7 separate regions of the Mus musculus genome follow, and all the other regions are linked to region 6. Evidence: chromatin contacts called from public ChIA-PET, Hi-C, HiChIP or PLAC-seq and promoter capture Hi-C data. All regions are on one chromosome and are shown on one strand. The core of a region is the stretch at or near the end of the contact, and the rest is flanking DNA. Distances in the headings are between cores, read along the strand shown.

The links. Promoter capture Hi-C pulls out the DNA fragments that hold promoters and counts their contacts. Hi-C and Micro-C count contacts between places; a contact is called where the count stands out from the background. ChIA-PET counts read pairs in DNA pulled down with a chosen protein or histone mark. HiChIP or PLAC-seq counts read pairs in DNA pulled down with a chosen protein or histone mark. Capture Hi-C pulls out chosen DNA fragments and counts their contacts.
Region 1: a contact with region 6 is called in an H3K27ac HiChIP or PLAC-seq map of embryonic stem cells, with 4 times the contacts expected there. The contact joins the promoter of 2810410L24Rik here to the promoter of Endov in region 6. A contact is called at or near these places in 2 of 39 promoter capture datasets (the C10 cell line and pre-B cells), 1 of 484 Hi-C or Micro-C datasets (embryonic stem cells), 3 of 115 datasets of contacts at active chromatin or transcription factors (embryonic stem cells, large pre-B cells and memory CD8 T cells) and 1 of 9 other capture datasets (adipose tissue).
Region 2: a promoter capture Hi-C map of liver shows a contact between it and region 6, with 5 times the contacts expected there. The contact joins the promoter of Arl16 here to the promoter of Endov in region 6. A contact is called at or near these places in 1 of 39 promoter capture datasets (pre-B cells), 1 of 115 datasets of contacts at active chromatin or transcription factors (astrocytes) and 2 of 9 other capture datasets (liver and pancreatic islet).
Region 3: a promoter capture Hi-C map of liver shows a contact between it and region 6, with 5 times the contacts expected there. The contact joins the promoter of Mrpl12 here to the promoter of Endov in region 6. A contact is called at or near these places in 2 of 39 promoter capture datasets (liver and pre-B cells), 1 of 484 Hi-C or Micro-C datasets (CD4 T cells) and 1 of 9 other capture datasets (pancreatic islet).
Region 4: a contact with region 6 is called in a promoter capture Hi-C map of liver, with 5 times the contacts expected there. The contact joins the promoter of Nploc4 here to the promoter of Endov in region 6. A contact is called at or near these places in 2 of 39 promoter capture datasets (both in liver), 1 of 484 Hi-C or Micro-C datasets (embryonic stem cells) and 1 of 9 other capture datasets (liver).
Region 5: a contact with region 6 is called in a Hi-C map of CD8 T cells, with 2.6 times the contacts expected there. The contact joins the enhancer-like site here to the promoter of Endov in region 6. A contact is called at or near these places in 1 of 39 promoter capture datasets (embryonic stem cells), 2 of 15 datasets of contacts at CTCF or cohesin (embryonic stem cells and large pre-B cells), 1 of 484 Hi-C or Micro-C datasets (CD8 T cells), 3 of 115 datasets of contacts at active chromatin or transcription factors (embryonic forebrain, memory CD8 T cells and microglia) and 3 of 9 other capture datasets (adipose tissue, embryonic stem cells and liver).
Region 7: a contact with region 6 is called in an RNA polymerase II ChIA-PET map of memory CD8 T cells, with 17 read pairs. The contact joins the promoter of Faap100 here to the promoter of Endov in region 6. A contact is called at or near these places in 2 of 39 promoter capture datasets (liver and pre-B cells), 3 of 115 datasets of contacts at active chromatin or transcription factors (kidney, large pre-B cells and memory CD8 T cells) and 2 of 9 other capture datasets (adipose tissue and liver).

Annotation. Positions count from the first base shown.
Region 1 is chr11:120,188,327-120,191,921 of GRCm38.p6, forward strand. 2810410L24Rik (RIKEN cDNA 2810410L24 gene) reads right to left here and starts at 1,530. Exons shown (of 3, transcript NR_030682.1): 1 at 1,114-1,530; 2 at 163-350. It also overlaps Gm9734.
Region 2 is chr11:120,465,236-120,469,002 of GRCm38.p6, forward strand. Arl16 (ADP-ribosylation factor-like 16) reads right to left here and starts at 2,365. Exons shown (of 5, transcript NM_197995.2): 1 at 2,128-2,365; 2 at 1,947-2,005; 3 at 1,419-1,532; 4 at 749-864; 5 at 1-586. The coding sequence starts at 2,188. The coding sequence ends at 415. Hgs (HGF-regulated tyrosine kinase substrate) reads left to right here and starts at 2,400. Exons shown (of 22, transcript NM_008244.3): 1 at 2,400-2,528. The coding sequence starts at 2,492.
Region 3 is chr11:120,483,233-120,486,680 of GRCm38.p6, forward strand. Mrpl12 (mitochondrial ribosomal protein L12) reads left to right here and starts at 1,405. Exons shown (of 5, transcript NM_027204.3): 1 at 1,405-1,536; 2 at 2,011-2,197; 3 at 2,424-2,510. The coding sequence starts at 1,460. It overlaps Hgs (HGF-regulated tyrosine kinase substrate), which reads left to right. Exons shown (of 22, transcript NM_008244.3): 22 at 157-752. The coding sequence ends at 267.
Region 4 is chr11:120,435,769-120,439,533 of GRCm38.p6, forward strand. Nploc4 (NPL4 homolog, ubiquitin recognition factor) reads right to left here and starts at 1,932. Exons shown (of 17, transcript NM_001195023.1): 1 at 1,731-1,932. The coding sequence starts at 1,745.
Region 5 is chr11:120,303,355-120,307,263 of GRCm38.p6, forward strand. No RefSeq gene overlaps it. Among named protein-coding and RNA genes, the nearest start is that of Mir6935, 42 kb to the right of the region's middle. Within about 2 kb of position 1,902, at least 315 of the 459 cell types and tissues checked have an H3K27ac peak or open chromatin away from gene starts, as enhancers often do. A contact at or near this core is called in CD8 T cells, embryonic forebrain and liver, where this site is marked.
Region 6 is chr11:119,489,892-119,493,764 of GRCm38.p6, forward strand. It overlaps Endov (endonuclease V), which reads left to right and starts at 1,456. Exons shown (of 9, transcript NM_001164636.1): 1 at 1,456-1,568; 2 at 1,894-2,065. The coding sequence starts at 1,513. It overlaps A930037H05Rik (RIKEN cDNA A930037H05 gene), which reads right to left and starts at 1,344. Exons shown (of 4, transcript NR_153849.1): 1 at 1,152-1,344.
Region 7 is chr11:120,377,383-120,380,735 of GRCm38.p6, forward strand. It overlaps Faap100 (Fanconi anemia core complex associated protein 100), which reads right to left and starts at 1,364. Exons shown (of 10, transcript NM_027980.2): 1 at 1,160-1,364; 2 at 946-1,064; 3 at 1-279. The coding sequence starts at 1,324. It overlaps Nploc4 (NPL4 homolog, ubiquitin recognition factor), which reads right to left. Exons shown (of 17, transcript NM_001195023.1): 17 at 2,416-3,353.

The sequences.
Region 1 (3,595 bases), core at 280-2,779, 700 kb after region 6:
CCCAACTACGACGAAGATGGATACTTGGTGTGCGTGGGGCCGGAAGTTTTTAAACGAGATTCCACTCGCAGCTTCCAAACGTCCACCTGGTGCTGCACGCTTGGGGGCCTTTTCTTCTAATTTAAGGGGTGGGAAGGATGGGACAAAAGAAAAACAACCCACCTTACTTTGCAATCTTCCTCAAAGAGACTGGGAGTACTTTTCATTCCATAGGGGTTTCTACCCCACCAGCCAGAGCCCCGTTTCTTCTTCTGAAATGGTCTTCTCACAAAGCCACCCTTAGCCGACACCGTGTAAAATCCCACTATCGGGTAAGCCAGTGGGGACGCTTCTGGCTCAGCTGCAGCTAACTTGGGAGAAAAGAAAGTGAATTCTTCAAGAACTTTAAAATAAAAGCGGCCCTTTCCCGGCAACTCGCGTCTAGCTTCGCCTTTGTTTTAAACACACATATAAAACCCTTGTCCTTCCTCGGAACGGGGGGCGGGGAGAACTGAGGGTCCACATTCAGAAGCGCTTTCCCCTTAAAAAATATTCTCGGAGGAGCTCTTTTGTTTGAAGTGGGTATGGGGGAGGGGACGGGGCCCGCTCCAGTTCAGCTACCAGGCTCTTAACAAACCACCACCAACAAAAAACCACAACTCTGAGGGTATCTCCTAACCCCGCAAATCTGGGGTTCCCGGATCCAGGAGGGATTCGTTCCTAGACACCCGGCGCGCAGCAGAAGCCAAGACCAGGTTTCCCTAAAGTAAACATCCCGGTTCAGAAAACGAGAATTCTAGGTTTCCGGGTTGGGGGATAACTGTATGAACCACTTCGAAACAGAGCCATCTTGCTGTAGTACCCATGGAGTCCTGGATGAATTTCGTGGGCCTCTGAAGAAAGTGACGCGCATTTCCACAGGAACTGGCTCCAAGCCCGTCTTACGGGTGGTGGAGAGCCCAGTAGGGATTCCAGAATACAGCTCAGGAGGCTACCCCGAGTTCGGCTACCGTCCCAGGACCCCTCAGAAAGACACGTTTGGTGCGAAAATCTCCTACACACCAGCTGGGTTTTTATTCCTTCCCTCCCCAGAGTGTGCTCTGGGCGCGCGGGAAACAAGGAAAAAGCACGTACCTGGCGGCGCTCTGAGGGCAGCCTCACCGGCCCTCCGTAGGCAAGGGAGCTCCCAGAAGCTACTCCCTATCCGGCTGGTCGACCCTAGGCCTGTCCCTCCATCCCTCCCTCCCTACCCGGCTGGTCGACCTCCGCCGAGCTAATTCTCCAGGAGGCAGGAGCGGGATACCCGGCCCGCCTTTCTGGAAATGGGATCCGTTTTTTAGCGCCAGGGCCCGCGCCAACGTCCAGGCCACCGTCGGCGCGCAGGGTTTCCCTAGTCCTTTGGATCAGCAGAGAGTGGGGCGGCCTGGACGCTGGGCTGCGGCTCGCGCACCAGCTCCCTGTTCCCGCGCGCCCTTCTGCATCCAGGCTCCGGCGTGTCCACGTTCCCAATCGCGAAAAGGGGACGAACTCTGAGCCCTCCGGGAAGAGAAGGCTGCAGCCGCAGTCCAGGAAAGAGCCCTAGGGCGGGAGGGGTGCAGGGCGGAGGGGCGGGAGAGCTACCAGCGCCCCACGGCCGCGGCCCTCGTGGGGGTGGGGAGGGCGCCCAGCCCCACCCACGTGGAGGCCCCCGCCCCGCCTCCATGAGGGCAGCGTCCCCGCCTGCCCCAGCGCCTCCGCCTAGCCCCGCCCCATCGCCTCCCGCAGCGGCCGCTCCCTTTGTCTGGGCAGCCGGTGCAAACCAATGGCATCGCGTGGGCGGTGCTCAGGTTGGCCAATAGATGATCCAGGAGGTGTGGCCGAAGAGGAGGGTCTATTTCCCCGAGAAGATACGGTAAACTGGTAAGCTTTTCAGGATCTGGGCTCTGAGGCCGAGAGTGTCTGCAGCTTCGAGCTGGCTCCGCCGTGGAATTACAAATTTTGGATTCCTTTCCACTATCTGGAAAGATGCCCCCAAATCCGGAAGGAAGTGTAAGGGAATCATATCTGGACTCTAGGGAGAGGAAGCCCCAGGGGATTTGATTTTAGAATGGCCCCTTGCACCCGGGACACGCAGTGCCTTGAACTTTGAAATTCAGGGTGTGCAACATCCCCAGAAGTCAGGAAGGTTCTCTGAGATCGAGTGGTAATAATGTGATGTTCAGCTTTCAAGGCGTCTCTGAGTTCAGGGGCAGAGGTGCATAGGCCCTCTCAGGAAGGACTACAGGATTGGGGGCCACTGCCCCAGGACCACCTTAGTGGGCAGCGACTCATTTGCTTTCTGAGCGGAGAAATATCGAGTGCTGAAAAATATTCAGGCTAAAGTGGACCACGGCCAGAGAGCTGTTGCTGGCTTGCCCCAGACAGACAGGGAAAGATACATCTCAAGTGTGCCCCAAGCCACGCCAGGGCAGCAAGTGCAGGAGACAAACAAGAGCCAAGCCATACCTACAGGAGCAGGCAGGTGTCTCCTCTTGAGTTCACCGCCTTGTCCTGGTCTCAGACCTGGAGGTGTTTCCCAACCTTTTCTCCCTTTCTGCATCTTGGCTCCAAGTGAAATCCGCAAACCAAGAAGAAAAGGAAAACAACCACCTGATGTAGGGGCTGTAATCTGGTGCCGCCGATGGTAAAATGAGCCCCGGAGGTAAATGAGGTACATTACAACCCTGGATTTGCAGGGCTCCACCTGAGCGCTATCAATCCCAGCATCTCCCAGGAGGTTGTCACAGAAGCTAACATCTAATTCCCTGTTGCTGAAGGCAGTACTCAGCCACCTTTATGGCTCTGTTTTGAAATTCCTCTTTTCAGAAGTCCAGGGATCCTGAGAGGGCCTGTAGCTAACTGAAGGGCAAGTTGCAGCACTCAGGATCTAGGACTTGTCCGGCTATGGTTGCAAACCACAGACGTGGTGATCAAATCGACCTTGAAGTTCAGCTCCCAGGGATTAAGCACCCCAGGGTGGACACAAACTGATTTTTTTTTTTTAGACCAAGAGGGATTGAATCAAGATAGTGGTCAAGATAATTCCTAATAGCCTCTCTTCCCACCCTCAAGCCCTAGAAATGATAGAAAAGTTTTAAAATCCATTACAACTAGAGAACAAGAAGAGTGCCTGGGAGACAAGTCAGGGCACTGCTCCTGCAAGAGGGAGCATGGGAGGGAAACTGCTGGCCGGCAGGAGGGCTCCAAGGAGAGCCTCTCAGAGGAAACTGTGGAATTCTGGGATCTCTGTCAGGGTGATGGGTGGGAGTCTGTGGAGACAATCTCTTCCTGGGCTGTGCTCAGTGGACTGAAACTAAGCAGATGCCCTGGAGAGTCATATGTGAAGGAGTTCTCTTGGCCTTAGAGCCTCCACTGAGGTTCTCAGCAGCACAGGAGGCCCAGTGCATAGAGACTGGACTACTGGATGGGAACACTGATGGGAGCACTGAACAGTACAGAGCAGCACAAGTTAGAACCACTGGCCCTGGCTGCAGAATTGGCTCGGTGATTAAGAGCACTTGTCTAGCACTTGCAGAGGACCTGGGTTTGAGTCTCAGTAGTTACATTGTATAGGAGTACACCATTGCTCTCTTCAGAC
Region 2 (3,767 bases), core at 1,115-3,614, 980 kb after region 6:
CCTCTGCCTCCCGAGTACTGGGATTAAAGGCATGTGCCACCATGCCCGGCCCACTTCCCAATTCTTCATTAACTTTATATTTTTTTCTGGGCAACATGGTCAGGATATAGGAACTCAGAAAGGCAGAGTCTGTACTATAAAAATGACCTGGGCTCCGTGCAGTCCAAAGCCCTCAGTGGGTCCAACTTCTTGGTGGGAGACGTGAAGACACCTGCAGTTTGTTCTGTCTTGGGACCATTGTTCAGAAGTGAGATGACAGTGGTGTTTGTAAGTGTATGCTTGTTTACTGGTCACAGCACAGCCCCCATCACTTGCAGATACACTGGGTGGCCTGCTCCTATCAAACACCTCAGGCTCTCATGCATTTGCCTCCTAGGCACTGGGTGGGGTCAGCCATACTTCTCCATCTTGCTGTCAACTGCTGTGCCTGTGTTGATTCTGGAGCCAGAGCAATACTGTTGCCAAGCCAGTGCCATTCCTGGCACTTATTTCTACTGCGGTGATGTTTTGCTTGGCACAAGCAATGATGTCTGGAAGCCTCATCAATGACTTCATTTCCTCCATGGTCATGTAACAGGGTAGGTCACTGTAGTTGAAGAAGCACTTCGTCAAAGTGGTGCTCGCCACAAAGTTGTTCTACCCACAGCTGCACCTCCCCGCTGCAGACCCTATGGTCTTGGCTGTACTCAAGTAGAGCAACCCCTTGGGATACCTTGCCCTTCATCCTGCCCAGCCCTTAGACCCATACATTTTATTGAAGAGTATGAGGACGGAGGCTTTTTCAAGTTCTTCTGCAGAAAGGAGACCCAGGAGCTGCATGCAGGATGCAGAGAGCTGGGTGGGGTTAGAAGCATCCATCATGAACTAGGGAGAAAAGGAAAACATGCTACAGAAGATAGTCCTGACCAGAGCCCTGTCTGGTCATTTCACAAAAGCACACAGACAACTTTTTAAGTGGATTTAAATTTATGATGCAGGAGTTTGAACCTAGGGCTTCAAGTGTAGCTAGGGCAAGCACTCTCCTGAGCTACATATCCAGCCCCAGATTGGCTTTTAAACAACAGGTTTTGGAAATAGCCAAGGGGGAGTTGTACGAGGATGACTGTCACTGGTGTCTTTAAGTAAAATTAAGTCTACTGTGGCCATCAGCTCTTCATCCCAGAATTTGATGCCCCTTCCTTCTACAGATAGGACCAACAAGAGGGATGTAAAGTGTTGGTCGTATTCAGGTATCAAGGCATAGAACATGCTGTGCCTTCAACAAGCCTCCTAGAATCTGAGCCCTGCTCAGGAAATCAGACCAATGCACAGTCATCAAAGACCCCCAAACCCGATCCCATGAAAAGCAGGGCCAATACTTGATGGTTCAGGGAGTCAGACAAAACTGACCTCCAAAGAAGCTTGAAGTATTAACTCACCAAGAGCGAATGGCAGTTTCCATAGTAACTGGACCAGATGGGGCTCATGCATCCCCCGAGCTCTCGGATGGTGATCTTCCTGTGGGCCACAATGTCTGTAAGGTTGGTGCCCACCTATGGAAAAAACCACGATGCACTGAGACCAGCGCAAGCGGTGTGCTGTGGTGAGCTTCTGGATGGCAGCACCGCCATGAGGGAGCTAAGCATCCACAGCCAGTGACAACTGCTCAAGCCCTCTGCTCTCGCCACCAAGAAATGCAGCTCTCTGGGGGCTCCAGGCCAACGTCAACCATAGAGATGGGCCTTGAGAGTGACGAGGGAATGAATTTCTAGGGATGGGAGAGAAAGGTGCCCACCGGAAGACGGGCTTCGGGTTCTCCACACTCAGAAGTCTAGTGATGGGAGTTCCTCTGCCGCAGACAGTACCCAACCTACTGACCACAGGCACCGCGGCTTCCATTAGAAGAGGTCTGAGGACCTTTGCAAGCCTCAAAGGGCATGCATGACCTGAGAGAGGCCGACACCTACCGTGGGCCGCGTCGGTGGGGGCTCTCCCAGGTCGCCTTTGCCATCTCCGGAGCTCAGCTGTCCCGGCGGTCAAGGGCCATGGCGTGGCAGAGGGAGGAGTTCCCGTGATGAGCGACCCCGGTGTGCTCCCTCCCCACCCTGCCTGGGACTCCCTGCCTGCCCACTCGGCGCGGAAGGATATTCTGAAGGCGTTTCACCAGCAGGGTCTTCCCGACCCCAGCAGCTCCAAGCAGGAGACACATCCCTTCCTCGGATAACGCGCTTGTACCTCCGAGCTACCACGCAATGAGGCCCGCCTCCGCTTAGCTTTCATTGGATAGACCGCTCGTCCAGGCTGCTCATTGGTTAGTCCCAATGGACTGAGCGGTCCAATGGACGCTCAGAGTCAGTGTGTAAGCGCAAGTCTCGCCATGGAGCAGGACTCGGGGCGGCGCGGAGGCGTTGCGCGTGCGCGAGCAGAAAAAGAAAGGCGGAAGCGGAAGTTGGGGGGCGCGTCAGCTCCGAAAGAGGGAGCGACTGCAGCGTCGGTCCGGAGTGGGGTCGCCATGGGGCGAGGCAGCGGCACCTTCGAGCGTCTCCTAGGTAACGCGTCCGCCCGTCAGCTCCAAGTCAGCTCCCTCGCGCGCACCGGCCAGATGCTGCCTCCGTAGGTCTCAGGAGAGCGGGCCGGCCACCTAGACCGGCCGTCGGCCTCCGGGGAGCACTGCACGGTTCCCGGGCCTCGGGTGTGGCCGCCCGGGCTGTACACTGAGTCCTGGGGTTCCAGTGACGAATGCTCTTTGGGGGTCCGTGACGGACCTCTCTTCCTCCGGGTCCGACGGTCCTGAACCGATTGGGCCAAAGTCCTGAGTCATGAAGTCATGACTCAGATCTTAGCTTCATGCGGGTCTCAGACCCCGATACCTTTTCGCAGGGTGGAACCGATACTGCCTTCCTTAAACCTTTCGAGCCCCTTGGGGAATGCTTCCTAGGACCTCAGCCTCTTGCGCTCTGGTAGTGCCTGGGGGTTTGAGAAGACATGTATTTCTCATTTTTGAAGGTGCTTGTTGATATCACTATCTGAGGTTCCTGGACAGTGTAAATTTTAGGAGGGAAAAATGAGTTTGACATGCATGCACCATTCCCTCAATAAATGTGTTCAGGAGCAGGCCCCATCCTAGGCTGCTCACTTGCTCCTTTTTGAGCTAAGGTTTTCAAAGGGGAATCTTAGATGATGAGATGTTTACCTTAGTCTCATATCCTGGGAGGTTCAGCACGTCAGGTATGAATCCACTAACTTGTTGAATGAGTAACAAGGGTGGTGTATCTTGGGATAGCTCACTTTCGTAAGGGAGGGGTGATCCGAGTGTGAAGAGGTGTTGGCTGGGGGTACCACTTGACATGGAGAAATCATCCCTCATCTTCTAGAGCTTGCTAAGGGACCCATTACATTACCCAGCTAAGAGGTAAAGGACAAAACTTCTAAATGATGGGACTCTGTTGAGAAGCAGCAGGGTATGCCATTTTAAAGTGCCCAGCAAGCTGTGACAAAGGGCATTCTCTACCTCCTTTATCTTTAAAGCAGATGCAAGTAGTACCTCTCTCCAGAGGGTCTGTGGGAACTGAGTGAAGCCGAGCTTGAGCTGACAGCTGATAGGGACTAAGTATCATTTCCACATTATTTGCTTCTTGCATGGGAGGATGCCATTTCCATGGTTGTCAGTGTACTTCAAGAGGATTTTCAGTTTGGTTTTGGCTGTATAAAATGAGGGATGTTCTTGACTTTTGACGGGCCGGCTCGGAAACATAGCTCAATGGACCCTTTGAATGGGCATCTCTTCC
Region 3 (3,448 bases), core at 155-2,654, 990 kb after region 6:
TCCATATTGCACAGGAGACAAGTTTACAAGAGATCACACGTGCCATTGCCATATTGGTAACAACCTGATCTACTATGTGCTAAGGTGAAGCTTGTTCTAAGCCGAAGGTTTTGTTTGTGAAGGGGGGTGATGAGCCTATCTGCTCTTTCTCTCCAGATGGCCCCCAGCACCGGCCCTCCCCAGCAGCAACCCCCTGTGGCCCAGCCAGCGCCTACACAGGGACCGCCAGCACAGGGCAGTGAGGCCCAGCTCATCTCCTTTGACTGACCTTGAGTCTGGCGCTCACCATGCAGAGTAACACTACAGTTCACCAGAAACCACTTATATGTCTAACTAGCCATTCCTCCCCTATTACTGCCCTGTAGTGTCCCTTCTGTGAGCAAGGGGTGGGCCTTCCCCCTTGGCCCTCTTCCCTGTCCTCGGTGGTCTGGCTCCTATCACTGGTTCCCTGCTTCAGTCCTGATGCCGTCTGACCTCCCCGGGACTGGGGCTCTGCAGGGCAAGTAGAACCTTCTCTGGAGAGTGCCCGGCTGTGTTGGGTGCCACAGGTGAATGCTGTGGGGATGCTTAGCCTGGCCCGGAGTCTGATGTGAACTAACTGTGTGGTGTCCAGGCCTGGCCCTGGTACCCAGAAGAACCATGTGGCTCCTGCACAGCAAGGGTAGAAGCTTTAGGTATCTCTGTCTCCCCTTCTCCTTGGATGTCATCTCTCAGTGCAGAGCAGTGAAAATAAAATGTATTTCAAAACTCTCATGATTGATTGTTCGGGCAGCAGGCTGGGTTGGACCAACAATTTAATAGTCTGCATCTGTTGTGGAGTGTGCTGGGTACTGGCTGAGAAACCGTGGACTTGCCAACAGTCTCCTTCCTGGTGGGGATTCTGCAGACTCATCTGGTGCAGGATACATCACCAGGCGGGTGAGGAAGGGTGCAAACGCGGGCTTTTGCAGCCCAACTGCCCTCAGGATTACCCACTGCTTAAGGTTTTAGCTCTCAATAGCTCACCCTGAAATATACGGTTCAACCTGACTTCTGTGAGGTCTCAAGTTTTGCTCTTTCCCTCCCCGCTAAGCGCCCGCCTTAGTGTGCACTCAAAGGAGGCGGTTCCGCCTAGTGAGCTCTTGGGAGGACTCCAGGCCCTTCCTTCTCCTAGGTTTAGAGTACTGGGCTCCTGAGGTTGCTAACCTCTTGGACCACTGAGTTGAATTCAAGGGGCTATGAGTTCCGTAGGTAAAGGGGTGGGGGCGCCTACTTATTCCCCTGGCGAGACAAAGGCGTGCGGAACACGACTGATGGAGAAAGCGCCAACCCAGTATTGTCTCCGCGCCTGCGCGTCGCACCGCCTAGTGCGTAATACCAGGAGCCAACCCGGGCTAGAGCGGCCCGGACAGCTCGCCTCCTCCCGGATAGAGCGTCGCTTCCGCTTAGAGCCGCGTGTGACCTTCCCGCTTGCGGAGCTATGCTGCCGGTGGCGGCTAGCCGCTGCCTGTGGGGGCCACGGCTTGGACTCCGGGGGGCAGCGCTTCGCCTTGCCAGGTAAAGCGGTGGTCTAGAGCGCCATTGCCGGGGCGGCGGGCAGGAAGTAGGTTCAGAGGGAAGGGGTGACGGGCGCATCGCCACCTTCCGCGGCCCAGCCTGCGGGGCGTGGAGAGGGCGGCTCGGCCTGGGCGACCTTGGGTGCAGGTACCTTTCGTCCCCAGCTTCCCGCCGCTGAGACCCATCGCCGTGGTCGGCAGCATAGCCCGAGCCCCGTGCTTTGGAAGGCTTGGTGCAGCACTGTGCACCCGCCAGGCTGATGTATTCCATTCAACCAGAAGCCTGCCGTTCTGGGCAGTATTGCAGACATAGTCGTGGGCTCCTGAGGCTCTATGGGAAATGTAGGAAAGCTTTTTCGGGTCCCTTAACCCCAGCTTGTGGAGCCTGGCCTCAGCGGTGGCAGACTGAGCACATGGATCTTGTACCCTTGAGTCTCCCGTTTTTTCTGATCTAACGGCTGTTTGCCTGGGGTAGGCAACAGATGCCCAGCGTCTGTGCAGCGCGGCAGTTGAGAAGCAGCAGCCACCGAAGGAGTGAAGCACTCGCCGGCGCACCTCTGGATAATGCTCCCAAAGAATACCCCCCCAAGATCCAGCAGCTGGTCCAAGACATTGCCAGCCTTACGCTCCTGGAGATCTCAGACCTCAACGAACTCCTGAAGGTATTAGGAGAGATCGGCACAGGCCAGGACTAAAGTCCCTGCCTTCTAGTTGTATTTTTACCAAACAAAGGTCAGAGGTCCCTGTCTCTTCTGGGGTGTTTTGGGAGTTTGGTAAATTATCAAATGTACTTTCCTAGGTGGTAGGGCCAAATAGGCTTGTACCTCCATTTGTACCTCCATTTAGGGTTTGATAAGCAGCCACTGAGACCTCTCCTTCATCCTACAGAAAACATTGAAGATCCAGGATGTCGGCCTTATGCCAATGGGTGGCATGGTGCCTGGTCCCGTCTCTGCTGCAGCACCGGCCTCTGAGGTGAGCCTAGGCCACAGGAAGACCCAGTTCTGTGTGCCCAGTTAACTGCCCGACTCAATAACTTAGGTATTTCCCTGTTCCTCCTTGAGTCTGTAGCTGTAATCCCTGTGTTCTGCTGTGGGCTCCCTGCAATAGCTTTGGGAAATTTTCTGCCGAAGGCATTCGAGATCTTTACTAGTGCGTGCATGTGTGTGGGTGTGCATGAGCAGGGGGTGGTCAAAGGTCAGCTTTTGGGGGTTCTCCCCTTCCGCATGGGTTCTGGGGATCAGGACCTCGATTCTGTAAGCTAGCTTTCCTTCTGCCCTCTGAGCTACACTGGTGGGAAAAATGATCTGAAGAGAGGAAACGGTACGCCAAACAGTGCAGCAGTCTTGAGTATTATTAAAAGTAGGGAGGGCACAGAGATGTTGTGGGAGAGTGCCTGCCTCAAGTGCACTGCACCAATTTGGACAGGTAGGGAAGAGACTTGGAATTTCGAGGAAGGCCTCTACAACATGACAATGTTGAATCAAACTTGAAGGTGTTGAGGAAGAGAAAGCAAGGTGTTTCTCAAAGAGTTCTGGCTGACAGAGGGTTTCCAAGTGATTTTTTTTTTTAAAGATTTATTTATTTATTATATGTAAGTACACTGTAGCTGTCTTCAGACATTTCCAGAAGAGGGAGTCAGATCTCATTAAGGATGGTTGTAAGCCACCATGTGGTTGCTGGGATTTGAACTCACGACCTTCGGAAGAGCAGTCGGTGCTTTTAACCGCTGAGCCATCTCTCCAGCCCTCCAAGGGATATTTAAATTTTGAGTGGGAGAAGCCAGGCAGTGGTGGCACACATCCTAACATTTGGGAGGCAGAGACAGACAGATTTCTGAGTTCGGGGTCAGCCTGGTCTATAGAGTGAGTTCCAGGACAGCCAAGGCTGTACCAAGAAACCCTGACTTGAAA
Region 4 (3,765 bases), core at 682-3,181, 950 kb after region 6:
AGAAATTTTCTTGGAAGAGTGGTTGAGTTTTTAACATTATTCCTACAGAAATTCTTTGAAGACCCCCTTTGAATTCAAAACAAACACGCCTGGAGAGGTGGCTCAGCAGGTACACACACTCACTCTCTGCTCCCGCAGAGCATCTCAGTTCAGTCCCCAGGATCCACAATTGCCTGCCTATAACTTAAGCCCTAGGGGATCCAACACCTTTAGCTTCTAGCAACAACTGCCCTCATGTGTTCACACCCACATATACACATAATTCTTTCCAAATGAGGCTAGTGAGCTGGCTTATGCACAAAGAGCACTGCTTGCTCTTCCAGGGGAACTGGTTCAATTCCCAGCACCCACACAGTCTCTCCCAGCCTGTTCCTGAGGATCCAAAGCCTACTCTGCCCTCCTTAACAACCAGTTGTGGTACACATAGATGAAGGTAAAGCGCCCATACACATAAAATAAATACATAGGTCTTAAAAGCAAAACTCCTAAAATCAACTTCTGAAGAGTATATTAATTCCTTACAACCTGAGAAAGTCGATTTAAGACCCACTGATGCCCAAGTCAGCCTTTGGAACACCTGAACACACTGCTTAACCTCAGTAAAGAGCATTTAAATAAATAGAAATTTAAAAAGCGGATTGACCTACTGATACCTCACCTATTTCTAGGCAAGTCATCTGTGATGGTAAATTTAAGTTTTAAAACTAAGTCAGCCTTTCTTTCTCAGGTTTCTCTGCATCGTCTGCATCCAGGATAGAAAATACAGAGAACAGAAGACCCCTAAATGGAGCTGTGAGGAAAGAGAAGCTGCCCTCAGAGAAAAGCCTTAACTCTTAGCCTGCCATAAATGTCTGCAGTGAGATAAGTGAGGTGGGAGGATGTCAAGGTCAAGGATGGCCTGGGACAAAGTAGTAAGACTGTCTCAAAACACAAACAAAACTCAAGAGCTATACTTCCCTGGAAATCCAGAGAGATGTGATGTTCTCGAATGCAGGAAACCACTGAAGAGCTGTTTCAGGCCTAAGGCAACCACCATGATTCCGATCCCATGGAAATCCCCAATATTCCTCCATGTTGGCCCTAGTTATTCTGTCAGAACGGGTCTGTTACTCCTATCACTTCCCAACCCCTGCCACATATGCTCTGGAGAGAAACTCCCACAGGTTAACAAACGGCTGGTTTTCCTCTCCTTTTACTGACTTATTTCATGGGGCTGGGGGTGACAGTCTCTACTGTCAGGCTAAAAGTGAAATCGGCCTTCTTTATGACACTCCTTTTAAACAGGTGGTCGTCAAGTCGCCTGTGTCAAAGAGGAGCCAATCCCGCCTGTTTTGGGTTGGCCCCCATGGCCGCGTCCTCTGTGGGAAAAGGGTTCCCCTAATGATGCCCTTTTCTTCTCCGGTCGACTCTTCCGGAGTGAAATCGTGACGAGGCACTGTCGGGATGGAGGAGGAGAGAAGGACGTACCGGGCTTCGGGGCCTGGGAGGAGGCCGAGGTCCCTCAGAGCAACCTGCAGCAGCGGGGAAGAAGAAGGCCGCTCCGTTCCGACCGCTCGGCCTCCTTCCCGCCAGCCTTTCCGGGCTCGGCCAGGGCAGGTACCTCCTCAAACCCGGGGCGAGCGAGGAGGAGCCACCGGCTCCGAGCACCGTCCGGCGCTGGCCCGCCCAGGACACCCGCAAATCTGCTGCCTCATCCCAGCGCCCCGCTCCCTCCCGGCCGCCGCACTCACGATGCTCTCGGCCATGGCGGCCGCTCCAGTCTCCGGGCTCGGGCCCCGGGCTCCCGCCGCCTGTCTCCCCAAGGGCCTCGCAGCCCCGGCCTCGGCCTCAGCCCCGGCCCCGGCCTCCCGCCGCCGCCGCCACCGCCGCTCCAGCTTCGCCGCCCGGCTCCGCCAGTGCCGATGTCCGGTGCTTCGCTCAACACACTCCGCCAGGCGGAGAGAGAGGCGAAACAAGGTTCCGGCCCCGCCAACGGCCGCGCGCATGCGCCAAGTGGTGCCGCGCGTCCCTCGTCCGTGCCCCCTCGCCCCCCACCCCCTTCCCCTAGGCTGGGCCCAGGACCCTGGGTTCAGAAGACTGTGACAGGAGAGCCATATTCCTGAAAGTTCGAGCAATGAAAAAAAGCTGCAAGAAAAGGCGAGCGTCGAGATCTCGCTCAAATATAACCGTTACGGAAGTTTTGTACTGTCTTCACAATTTTCCAGCAATGAGCTGGAGTTTCTCCCTTTGTACTGAACTTTGTAACTGCATATGATTTGAAGTAGAAGACTTTTGAAATTTCTTAAGAGGCTAAACGCCTCCGAATTTTTATTTGATTTTTTTGTTGGTTTTTTTTTTTTTTTTTTTTTTTGGCTTCTGTTTTTTTTTTTTTTTTTAAGACAGGGTCTCACTAAATACAACCTTGGCTGTAGACCAGGTTGGCTTGGAACTCACAGTGCTGGGCCTGCCTCAGTGCTGGGATTGAAAGGCAGGCCCCCTTTCCTGCCTCCGATGGTTCGATTTATGAGTGTACTAAACTCCGATTATGTTTTAGACTGTTTTATTTATTTGTTGTTTTAGATATAATATATTTTACTGTGTACATTATATATTGTATATAATGTATATTTATACAATATGTTTTATTGAAAGAACTTGTTAAGACATAGTGTTGGCTGTCCTGGATCTAGCTCTGTAAACCAGGCTGGCCTTGAACTAACAGAGATCCACCTACCTCTGCCTCCCCAGTGCTGGGATTAAGGTTCTGTACCACCACCACCCAACTAAACTTTTTTTTAAAGTTTTTAATATATTTTATATGTATAAATGTTTTGCCTGCATGGATTTGGCTGCACCACAAGTGCCTGATACCTGAGAACATCAGAAGAGGGAGTGGATCCCTTGGAACTAGAGTTTCAGATGATTGAGACCCACCATGTGGGTACTGGAAACCAAAACCAAATCCTCTGGTACAGCACCAAGCACCACTCCAGCCCTGACCTTGAACTTTCGATCTACCTGACTCTGCCTCCTCTTGCTGGGGTTACAGGAGTGTGTCATCACACCCAATTCTGTGGACACTGCGGTAAAACCCAGGCTTCTTAGGAAAGCTCTCTACAAAGTTGTGCACATCCAAGGCCCATTTCTATCCTCGTCTCATGTAGTCCAAGCTGGTTTCAAGTCTGAAATCTTCCTATCTGCTTCCTGGGTGATGGGATTATAGGTGTACACCCCCACACCCGGCTCCCCTCTTAAGTCCATCGAACCATCACTGTCAATGTCAGTGCTGATAACACACAGTTCTGTAACCTCTGTTATTTAATTTGGGCTTATTCATTCCATCAACAAAATTTACTGCATGCTAACTTTGTGTGTGTGTGTGTGTGTGTGTGTGTGTGAGAGAGAGAGAGAGAGAGAGAGAGAGACACGGCCTTTACATTTGGGGGTAGAGGAGGACATAGGCTCCCACCTTGGACCAGTTACCCCACAGGAAGATCAGCTTGCAAGTGTGTAACATGAAGTGGATGTTAACGATGAATTTACGACCAGAGTAAGGACAGAAGTGGAGGGTGAGATAGACGTTAAAATAAGATGACCAGGAGAAGCCGGGCATGGTGGCACACATGCCTTTAATCCCAGCACTCAGGAGGCAGAGGCAGGCAGATTTCTGAGTTCGAGGCCAGCCTGGTCTACAAAGTGAGTTCCAGGACAGCCAGGGCTACACAGAGAAACCCTGTCTCAAAAAGAAAAACACACACACACACACACACACACACACACAAAGAT
Region 5 (3,909 bases), core at 652-3,151, 810 kb after region 6:
GATCTGGACCCAACACTGCTGTTTCCAGGCCCATAAACACCCGTTTTTAACAGCAGGATTGGGATTGGTTCTGCTGCCCCTGCTCACAAGAAGGCTGCGTAGAGGTAGGCAGGAGGCCGAGGACTCCGGGGCCAGACCTGTGAACTATATAGGACAGCAACTTCAGACAATGCAGGATAGAAGAGCAAGGGAGCTATCCTTACTGGAAATCCTCCACAGTATCCACACAGAAGACTCGGCCCACACACCCACGGCCCGCGTCTCCTTGACTGTGACCAGAGCCTGTACTGACAGTGTATATGCGTGCACTGAGCCTGCAATTGTCAATTGCAAGACACTGGACTGCACACAGCACATCCTCCTTGCAGCCTCCCAGATAATCCTATCATTACCACCTTATGACGGAGGAGGGGTGTTGCCAGTGTCCCCCGCCTTCCTCTTGTCAGAGGCCCGCTGCACACGACCACACCCGCCATGGGCCACATTCTCCGGACACCTGGTATCACCTCCCTGCTCTGCGCCTTTCTCTGTGCCTTGCCCCCCACCCAAGTCCTAGCGGCCTTTAAACGCCGCATCAAGCTCCACACCTCTCCTTGGCTCCCATTTTTTTGTGAGGAGCCTTTCTAGACCTCTTGTGGTTCCCGCACATCTTCATCTGGACCACAAACTTTTCCATGCCTGGTCTGTGCCCGTTTTTTCCCCAGGGCGGGGCCCCAGGACACCAGTAAGCAGGACCCAAGTCCCTGAGACAGAGTTTAGGTCCCTACTATTGCCCTGAGACCACTCTGTGCCTTGCAGGCTGTCTTCTGTGGGAACAAAGGTTCTGCCCAGTCCCATCCAATCCATCCCAAGGCTGCACAGGTGGACGGCCTCAGGGCCTCACCTATGTTACATATGCCTACTGCTCACAAACGAAACCCAATGTTTCCTAAGACTCTATTCACACTTGAGTACAAGCGCAGGACACACTCCTGTTGCTGGGCCTCAGCACCCTGACACACCACCACAGCTATCCCCACCATTACCCCATCTCCCTACCCATAGCAGAAAATGGCTGCAGGCAGTGTTGGCCTGGGTTCCTTTGCTCCAGCTTGGGCCTCCATTCGGCCAGTGGGAAGCGCTGGCAAGCTGGTGCTGCACCACCCAGCACCTCCCTGTCAGGTCACTGAGTCCCCTTTCCAAGGTCACAGCTCCTAAACGGGCCTCTTTCTCCACTGCAACTGCCCTCCCTGTCTAGGGTGGAGGCAGCTCCCCTTGGTTGCCGGCTTGGGTACTAGACATCTCCTCCTTTAAGTCATGTATTTTCCATTTATTCAACTCTCCTCAAATGTCCCGTCTGAGGGTGCCATAAAAATGTAAGACCGTGTCAATTGCCCGTATCAAAAAACATTCTAGTATGTTCCACATGGAGTAGTTTGGAGGGGAGACTAATGGAAACGGCCTGGGGAGGACTAGCCCCCAAGCTTGCACAGAGGCCACCTCTCTTTGTGTCCCCAGGGCATGAGAGGAGGTGTCAAAACCGGACTCCATCCAAGAATGAACTGATGCCTCTGCCACTAAACAGCAGGACCGTGTCTTCCTTTCCTCCACCCCACCAGCTTCAGCCTCCGAGCCAAACCCAGGTGGCGCTCTTCTGCATCCCCCAACACCTCCCATGAGAGCGGGGGTCAACCCCGTGTTTGCCCTACCACCTCCCATCCGGGAGGCTCTGCACTCCCAAGGCGCCGAAGGAGCCTGACGACGCCCCCATGGGGACCGGAGGCTACGAGGTCCACTGGCGACCGCAGGGGATCCCCCAGGGCTGCACGGGTCGCCGTCAGGTCCCCGAGGCGCGCCAAGCGAGGCCCAGCTCCGTGCCCCGCCCTTCTCTAGCGAGGAACATCACCCCACGTGGGGTTGCGGGGGGGGGGGCTCTCAGCCTTGGAGTGTGATTGGTCGCTGTGCAGCCAATTAGAGAGCCTCTGCTGCTCAGGCCAAGCCGATTGGCTAAGAGAGGGCGGGTGGGACGGGAGTGGGGCGCCCTTTTGTTCTTTGCGCCCGCGCCGCGCGCCCGCTCCGGCCCCGCCACCTGCGCGCCCACTCCGGCCCTGCGCGCCTCCCGGAACCCCCCGCTTGTTCGCACACGCGAACTAGGAGCAGCCGCCTGCAACGCAGCCCTCTTAGGGTCTGACCTTGGACGAGCTCTTTCATTCTCCGTTCCCGGGTTTCTTACCCTCGTTTTCTCCTTGTCTCCTAGGAATTGTGGCGAAGAACAGAACCAACCTGGCAGCAAGCTTGGAATGTTTCTAAAAACCTAACATTCAGTGATAGAAGAGGGGCTCTGGATCTTTCTTAAGAGTGAGGCCACGTGGGAAACTGCTTAGCGAGAGAGAATCTTTACCAACCTGATCCTGTTTGCAGAATGAGCTCCGTTCCTATCCAAGACTCACACGGGCTCCGTGGGAATGGGACAGAACTTCTGCCCTGACTGCCCATCTGTGCTAACTCTTCCTAAACCTTCAGTCAGTCAGTGGTAGTAGTGGACTCTGTCTGGAGTGGAAAATGGTGCCTCAGAAGCCCAGAGCCAGCAAAACTCCAGAGAGAGAGCTTTCTAGGCTGAACTGGGGGAGTCAGGGAGTCAGGCAGGTCTGACCTCTGGTCCCAACACCCTCCATCTAGAAACTGCTTCAGCCCTTTACACAGCAAAGCTGTGGCTGCGGAGAGGCCACAGTGCTGCGGGTTGTGGACACAGGCACCCAGTGTCCACACAGCCTGTGGGGTGCGGGGTCAGTCAGGGAACCCTCAGTATCCCCATAACATGAGTGGACTTAGTGAAGCTCTTGCTCAAGCCTAGGTTGGTGAAGGAGAGAGAGTATGGGGTGTGGAAGTGCATTTCCAACGTCCCCTCCTAGAACCGGGCGTCTACAAGACCCTATCAGAATTTAGAGTGCCTTCCTAGCAAGTGATACAGTGAACTGCACCTCCCAACAGCCTGACACTAGTGGGTTCTGGAAGGTCTCTCAGCCCCAGGCCTCTAGCAGGTGTCTGTCCTAAGGACGGGGTATTTGAGGCTACATCTGTGGGCTCTTCTTCCCCTGGGTGGCTGGGAATGGTGAATGTCTGGCGGGGCAGGTGGGGAGGACAATCCCCACCCCATGAAGTTTTAAGCACATTCCTCTCCTGCTGTTTTGAGCCCAGAGAACCTCTCTGCTGGTCAGAGAGTGAACGTTGCTGGACTGTTTGGTGTGGGAATGGTGCTGCTCCTGTGCCCTCAGGCACCTGGGCATCTTAGCTTCCGGCATTTGGAGCTCTACAGTTCCCAGGTCGCTCCAGCCACCCCCCCCCCCCGCAAGAAACAGGAAGTCTTCATCGGGAGCTGAGACTTCCCAGGTGTACCGGGGTGGTGGGAAGCCCATTGTAGAAGTATCAGGAATCCTGAGTGTGGGTCGCCCACTAGGAGCAGACCTTGCCTGGGAGCCTGACTAAGCTGCTACCATATTCCTCCTGTCCAGGCTGCTCTCAGACAGCCTCAAATGCCTGGTGGGAAAAGGGTGCATTTTATGAGTCAGGAGAGCTAGCTACGGTCACCTGCAGTCACAGCTGGCCACCCAGACACTCTTAGGACCTACCAAACTGCCTGTCCTCTGTAGCAGCACTCTAGGGTGTTTTCAATGTTAATCTGAAGTCAGGCAACCGATACTGGGTTCCCTAAGCCCAGGAGGGGCGAGTACTCAGCAGGATCTGAAGTAAGCAGGAGCCCCAGGCCAGAAGGCTTTGAGAGAGCATTGGCCAACTTGAGATCGGGAGTTGGTCAAGAGTACAGGAAATAACTGGAGATGAGGCTAGCCTGCCTCTGGGAACAGGCCTCTGTAGGTGTCCAGCCCAGTCATGAGCCATATGTGTGGGCTGACTCCCGGCCACTGGACCAAG
Region 6 (3,873 bases), core at 206-2,705:
AGAGAAGGTACCTTAGATACACTTAAGTTTACCAGATCATAAAAAAGCAAGAGGTCGCAAACCCCAGTCCTTCCTGCTGGTACCTGCTGGCCTTGGCTCTTTTGTCTTAAGGTAAAGACAAACAAAAGGCTACAATCTAGAGCTGGAGAGCTGGTTCAGCAATTGCCAAATATGTGCTGCTGTTTCAGAGGGCCCAAATTCAATGCCTAGCACCCATGTCAAGAGGACCACAGGCTCCTGTAACTTGAGCTCCAGGGGAATCTAACTCTTCTGGTCTCCGTGGGCACCTGCATTCGTTACCAGACTTACAAGAATGAAAATAAATCTCTAAGAAAAAAAAAAAACACTACAGTCTGCTGAGCTCATGTCATTGAGAGGGAGATACACATTAGGTAAGGCTCTGGGTACTAAACGGACAGGATGGGTATTTGGGGTAAGAGACCTATACTAGAAACAGAAAGACTGGTCCTCATTAAGTACTCACCCAGCAGGAAATGAATGAGGCAGACTAATGCAATCAAGAATATAAAAACTACAGTTCTGCACCAAATCGTTGAGCATAGCCAACTTTGCGTTTTGTTTTGGGTTGACACCCTGTAGTGCCTAATCTTGTTTGTGGACTTGGCTATATCTGGAATGAACTAAAACCTAAGAGTCCAGATACCTGCCCTCTATCTAGGACACACCTTCTGGTGGCAGCCTGTATAAAAAGACATGAAAGAAGGAAGCTTTTGTTTTTTGCCTGCTTATGGCAAGCTCTAAATCCCCTTTATGTATTTTCTATCGGTTCTCTTCCTCTAGAAGAACCCTAACTAACACACACACACACCCTGGTCTGGAGGATCCTTTGTTTTTGTTTTTTCGAAATGGGATTTCTCCGTGTAGTCCTGGTTGTCTTAGAACTCAATTACTGTAAACCAGGCTGGCCTCGTATTCAGGGATCCTCTTTACTCAAATGCTGGAATTAATGGAGTGCGCCCACGCCCAGGACCCTCGACTTCACTGGTTTTTGAGTTCTTATTCCGGACTAATTTCTCACAATCGGTACAACTGAAAAAATCTATGCTGCAAAGGTGTCTCAAGTTTGCACAGAGGTTTTCTGCTCCGCAAGCGCGTGCTCATACGCAATGTGTCGATGTGCGGACCCGAACCTGGCAGTAATTGGAACCGCGTTACCCCAGGGCTCAGGGCTCCGTGTGTGCGAGGGATGCAACTGCTGGCCAATCTTTTCAGAGCGGGGCCGAAGCTGCTGGAGGGCTGGAGGCGCCAGGTAAGGCGCAGAGCTGGGCTTGCATTTCCCAAACCTGTGCGCCAACCCACCTACGGGACGGGACGCCGGCATCTGAGAGAGTCGCGCGGGAAGAAGTCAGCGCTCGGCGCCCAGCACTGCTGTGACAGCGGCCCCTGGTGGCGGCAACCTCAGCTGAAGCGGAGGGACGCTAAACGAGCGAGGCTAACAGCTCGGCGCCGGCGCTCCGGAAGTGACGTCCTCAAAGCCTCGAGGCGCTAGCCATGGCTCACACGGCCGCTGAGCGGCCGCCAGAGGAAACCCTGTCGCTGTGGAAAGGGTAATGGGGTCGGGGTCGTGCATTAGCCAAGGGGGTGGCCTTCTCCAGTGACCTCCGACCTCACAGCCCCTGTGGCGGCTGGGAAACTGACCCTCGGTGCTGCGGCACAGGCCTGCTCCGGGCCGCCGGCTGCCGGAAGTTGCAGCCAGCCTTTGTGGGCGTGGTCCTCGTTTCCGGTACCGGGGATTCCCATCGCCGAGAGCTTTTCCTTCTCAGTGTGGCTTGATGGACAAAAAGGAGAGAGGGTGGGCTGGGAGGGGGGACGCCCCGAGCGTCGCGCTCTTCCCATGGGCCCTGAGCCCGTTTGATGTTCGTGTCCTATTAGGGAACAAGCCCGGCTGAAAGCGCGCGTGGTGGATCGGGACACGGAGGCCTGGCAGCGGGACCCCAGCTTCTCGGGCCTGCAGAAGGTCGGGGGCGTGGATGTGTCCTTCGTGAAAGGGGACAGTGTCCGGGCCTGCGCTTCCCTGGTAGTGCTGAGCTACCCCGAGCTCAAGGTAACCCGGGTGGGATGTTGCGCCCGGTGCAGTTCGATCGTAGGCAGAGAGCCAGGGTCCAGTTTTATAAAATTTACTTTTTTTTTTTAATACTTGCACCCCGTAGTGTATATATATATATTTGATGCTAGGAAGCCGACTCAGGCCCTCGAATGTGTTAGGCAAGGGACTGATACACTTCCACCCCGTTTGTAGAGTGTAATGAATAGATTGGAATGCCTTTGAAGAAAAGTTTTCAAAAGCAAAAAGCAGAGGAAATATGGGCACCAGGATGCTTGTGATGTACATAAACTCCCACGGGTCTACATATATGTACACAAATGGTGAATTAAAAGTAGTTTTTAAAGGATCGACAGACAATTCCAGGTCTGGTTGTTGTGTTTCTGATCAGATGGAAGGGACTCGGAAGCCCAGGGACCTTAAAATTCTGAGGGGAAAGGTGTCCCAATGGAAAGGCATCGTGAGACACAAGGACCCGGGAACCACACAGCTCTGAGAGGAAGCCTCAGCCCCGCTCTCTCCACTTCTCTTCTCTTCTCTTCTCTTCCTTGCTTCTTTTCTGACAGGAGAGTTACACCAAGCAGGAAATTTTATGAAAGAGATTTATTGGAGGGAAGACTCCAGGAGGAGGAGGAGGGACTAATCTAGGAATGGCTGCCCTCTGCTCTCGGGGGGGGGGGGGGGGGGGGGGGGGCAGACAGCAGGAAACTGGACAAAGGGGCAGTGCTTTTATAGGATTTCTGAGGGGACAGAGCTTCTCAGGGCAGAGATTTCCAGAATGAGGATTTGTGGGATCTCAAGTCCTGAGCTTGGGGTGGGCTCAGGGATCATTGGATTTTTCACCTCCTTTCCCTGTATTAGGGCCATGACTTAGAGTAGGAAGTCCTTCCTGGTGGCAGCCAGCTTTTGCTGAGGTGCCATCTCTGAGGCTGCTGGGGAGGCTGGAGAGAGGTGCTGCCTCTGTGAACAACTCCGGTAGTGGTGCTTCATCAAGGCTGTAGGCTGGGGCATTGAAAGAAGGTCTCACCACTGTGGACAGCTCCTCAGGACAGAAGTAGGCTGAGGCAGGAAAGGTGCTGCCACCATGGACAGCTCCTGTGATGGCCTTGGGCTGAGGAGATGTCATAGTGCCTCTATTTTGATAGGCGCTGCCATTTTGGACATTTTACTGCTGCCGCTGTAGCCTGGGTCGGGAAGGAAGGGCCTTCCGCAGCCTTGATGGCTTTTGTGGCGCACTTCTCAGGAACTGCAGTTGTCATCCTGGTTGCTCACCTCAGTGGCACACAGTACACACCACACTTTTCACAAGCAGAACATCTCTGCCTCCCCAAACCTCCTGCTTTCCATCTTGTCTCACAGTAGCGCCATGTTTAAAGTTATTTTTAATTTTTTGAGCTAAAGTAAAAAAAAATATATTTTTCAGCCAGATGTGGTTGCACACACCTTTAATTCCAGCAATCGGCAGGCAGAGGCAGGTCCACAAAGTGATTTCCAGGACAGACAGGGCGACACAGAGAAACCCTGTCTTGAAAAACAAAAAGTAATTTTTTTCACATGTGTTTATTATTATACTTCATTCATATTCTCCCCTGCACAGTATTCCCCAGTCTTCCTCCCAGTTCCATGTCTTCTACCTCTTCAGGACTTCCTCTCTGTCCTTTGCACGTGTGCCACAGTCACCCCTTCTGTAGGCTACTTACCTGTTTCTTCACAGCCTCCGCCCTCCCACCCCTGCCTCAAGTATTGTTCTTTGTTTCTCTCCATGGATAAGAGGGCAGTGTTTGTACAAAACAGGTGTGATCCAATCA
Region 7 (3,353 bases), core at 114-2,613, 890 kb after region 6:
GCTGCAGGCTTCTCTGGCACCCCACCTGGTGGGGTGCAAGTGGACAACTCCACCTCACCAATCTGGCCTCTGGGCAGAGGCTCCTCCCCTGCACAGGGACGCTCAAACAGCTGCATCTTCCACTGGGTGGGGCCCTGTGCCAGGGTGACCAGCATATCATCCAGCACGGTGAAGGCACAGAGGGCAGCGTCAGGGAGGACACACGCATCCGGGTCCACATGGATCACAGGGTAGGGGGGAGCCGCTTCCTCTTTGTCCTCACAGGCCTGGCTCCCAGACCTTCAGGAACAATGGAAGCATAGTCAGTATTGGGTGGGGTAGACTCACACCGTGCTCAGCAGTAACCTGACTTGCTCTGAGTAGGCTAGGCAGGAGACATCACAGGCCATTCAGCAGGTAGGTCTCTCTCTCTCTCTCTCTCTCTCTCTCTCACACACACACACACACACACACACACACACACGCTTGACACAGGATCAGCCAGAAACATAGCTCTGCAGATCGAGGCAGCTTGGGAACTATTCCCAAGGCTGCCTGGGCTGTGCACGGTGAGTTCTTCCAGCACAAGCCAAGGGACACGAGCTTTTGCCACTCACTGCTTGCCAGAGACACCGTCTTCTGAGACCCACTTCCAAGAGGTCTTGCCAGGCACCGGAGGGCAGTGATAGCGGTGCTCCTGGTTGCAGACTTCACTACCTGAGCCTCAACAGCTAAGAACTTCACAAAAGCAGACACAACTGCCACGCCTGCATATGCACAGGTACTAGAGAGCGGGAATGGGCGGCCTAGACCGCAGTCCTCTGCTTCCTACCCCAGTGTGTTGTCAGTGGCCGTCAAAGGGACTACTACTGGGACAAACCTCTCACAACTAGGAGGACATGAAAGCCGGCCTCCCTGGGGACCCGACTTGTCACTGGCCGGCCGCGTGGGGCCACGCCCCCTCACCTGTCCAGCGAGTCCAACGACAGGCAGTAGATGCCAGTCCGGGCACACAGGACGTAGAGTGCCCTGCGGATGGCCAGGAGCTGCAGGTGCCATACCTGGTCGGGAAACTGGTACACCGCCTGGGCGCCAGGAGAGCGAGGTCAGGCGAGGGCACACGCGGCCCCGGCTCACCTCGGAACGGCGCCGCCCGCCCGCCCTCCCGCCCTCCGCTCACCGTCAGCAGCCCGCCCTCCTGGTCATACACATAGACGAACTCGCGTCCGGTGGACAGAAAGACCTCAGCCTCATGCCGCAGCACAAACGGCTTCCCCGCCGCTCGGCCTCCGAGCGGGCAGCAGAAGTCCGACAGGTAGTGCACGCGCGAGGAAGCGCCCGCCATCCTGCGGGCGCCGGGCCAGAGCTCAGCCCGGAGGGGCGGTGCCGCCTCCAGGCTTTACGGCCGCCCACGGCGCGGCGCGGCCTCCGCCGTAAAGCGGCCGCTGCGGAGGCGTGGCCGGAGCCTGCTGCAGGGGCGGGGACAGTTGCTCTACGGTCCGCTAGAGGGCGGGAACGCCCCCAAACACCGTGGCTTAGCAAAGAGCCACAACGGGAGGCACAAAGCCAGAGGGTAGCCAAATAATGCAGTCCTGCAAGTTCACTGGGGCCCGCGTCAGGGCCCTTGCCTCGGATCACCTACCTGTTGAGCAGAGGTTGCTCTGGTGCAAGGCTTGTATGCAGCACTTGCCCTGGCACCGTTTTGTGACAGCACTTGAGAGCACCACCCGTATAGCACGGGGTTTCAGGAGTAGGGTGGCACAGCACACCATTCAGTCCCTTGATAGGGAAAAAGGTGCTTCAGGCCAGCCATCCAGAAGAGCCTTTGCTCCACTCATGAACGCGGCAGGATGTGATTCTACAGCAGAGGATGCTGAAAACCCTAATGAGCTGGGTCTAAGGGAAACCACATTTTCTTCAATGACAGCTCTTCTTGGGGCTCCCTGAGGGAGCAGGCGGAGAATCCTACCCTGGAATGAGGCTCCAAGTACAAGATGAAATACTACTCTTCCAGAGCACTCATCAGAAACTAGACACCACTGCCTATGCTTCTGAAGTGGCAGCTACTCGGAGGGCTGAAGGCAGGAATACTTGAGTTCGGAGCCAGCGCAGGCAACCTTGACTCTTAAAAGAACGTTCATCTGAAAATTACAGCGGACAAATCTACAAAGGTGTGTGGGGTCACAACCAGGCACAAAACGTCCTGTGAACTTAGAGAGCATAGTGTAACCCTAGTGTAGATGTCAGAACAACATCCTGGGGCTGGAGAGACGGCTCAGCCGTAAGAGCACACGCTGTACTTGCAGAAGACCCAAGTTTGATTCCCAGCATCCACATAGGGAAGCTCACAACCCCCAACAGCTCCAGGGGCTCCTACATCTTTTACTAAGGTATTTATGTGTACAAAAGCATACGATTAAATAAATAAAAGCTGTGTGGTGGTATACACCTTTAATCCCAGCACTCAGGAGGCAGAGGCAGGTGGATCTGAGTTCAAGGCCAGGCTGGTCTACAAAGCTAGTTCTACAACAGCAACGCTTATGAAAACAAAACAAAACAAAAAACAAAAAGCTCTGTCTGGAACTGGACACCCCCCAGCCCCAAATATTTATTTCTTAGGCTTTATAGTTGTAGCCTGTCTGTGCTTCCAGAGTACTGGGAATAAAGGCACAGACCACTATGCCCAGCTGTAAATTAAGTGAAAACAAAAAAACAAAAACCAACTTTAACCCAAGGGTGAAGCCTGGACCTATTTTATCATTTCTGAGTGGTCTCTGAAACAGATCTGAGCCCAAGCCCCAGGCTGCTCTGAAGACACCTTGAGTGGAAACAAGTGGGAGATGAATTCTTTGCAGCATCGGAGTCACCTCCAGGGTTGGAAGCATCGTCAGTTTATCTTCTGCACACCAGGTTCTAACACTCAGGACTGTCCTTACAAGGCAACACATCCATGCCACACCGGTGGACTGTGGTTCTGGGCACAGGAACAATGCACTGGGAGCAGGACAATCGCTTCAGGTGCTTTTATTAGGTTCCACTGCAGGGCTGGGGTCAGAAAAATACTCATCCACACCCAGCCAGTGCATACCTGTGAGCCCAAGCAGAGCAGAAGCGGGAGCACCCATGCCCCAGGAGCAGGCTGATCAGAGCAAGGCCAGGGCTAGACCCATCTCTGAGCCTGAAGAGGACCATGGCAGCCACTGGGTTCACTTGGGTGGGTGTGCTCACAAGCACCTCTTTTTGGGCTGTAGTGCCTGATGACAGTAGGGATTAGAGGTGGGACCAGGGCCACCTCCATGTAGAAGGAGGTAGCTGAGCTGCCCGGGTCTGAACCTTCTGTAGGGCTCACCCCAAGGTGGTAGCTTTAGCTTGAC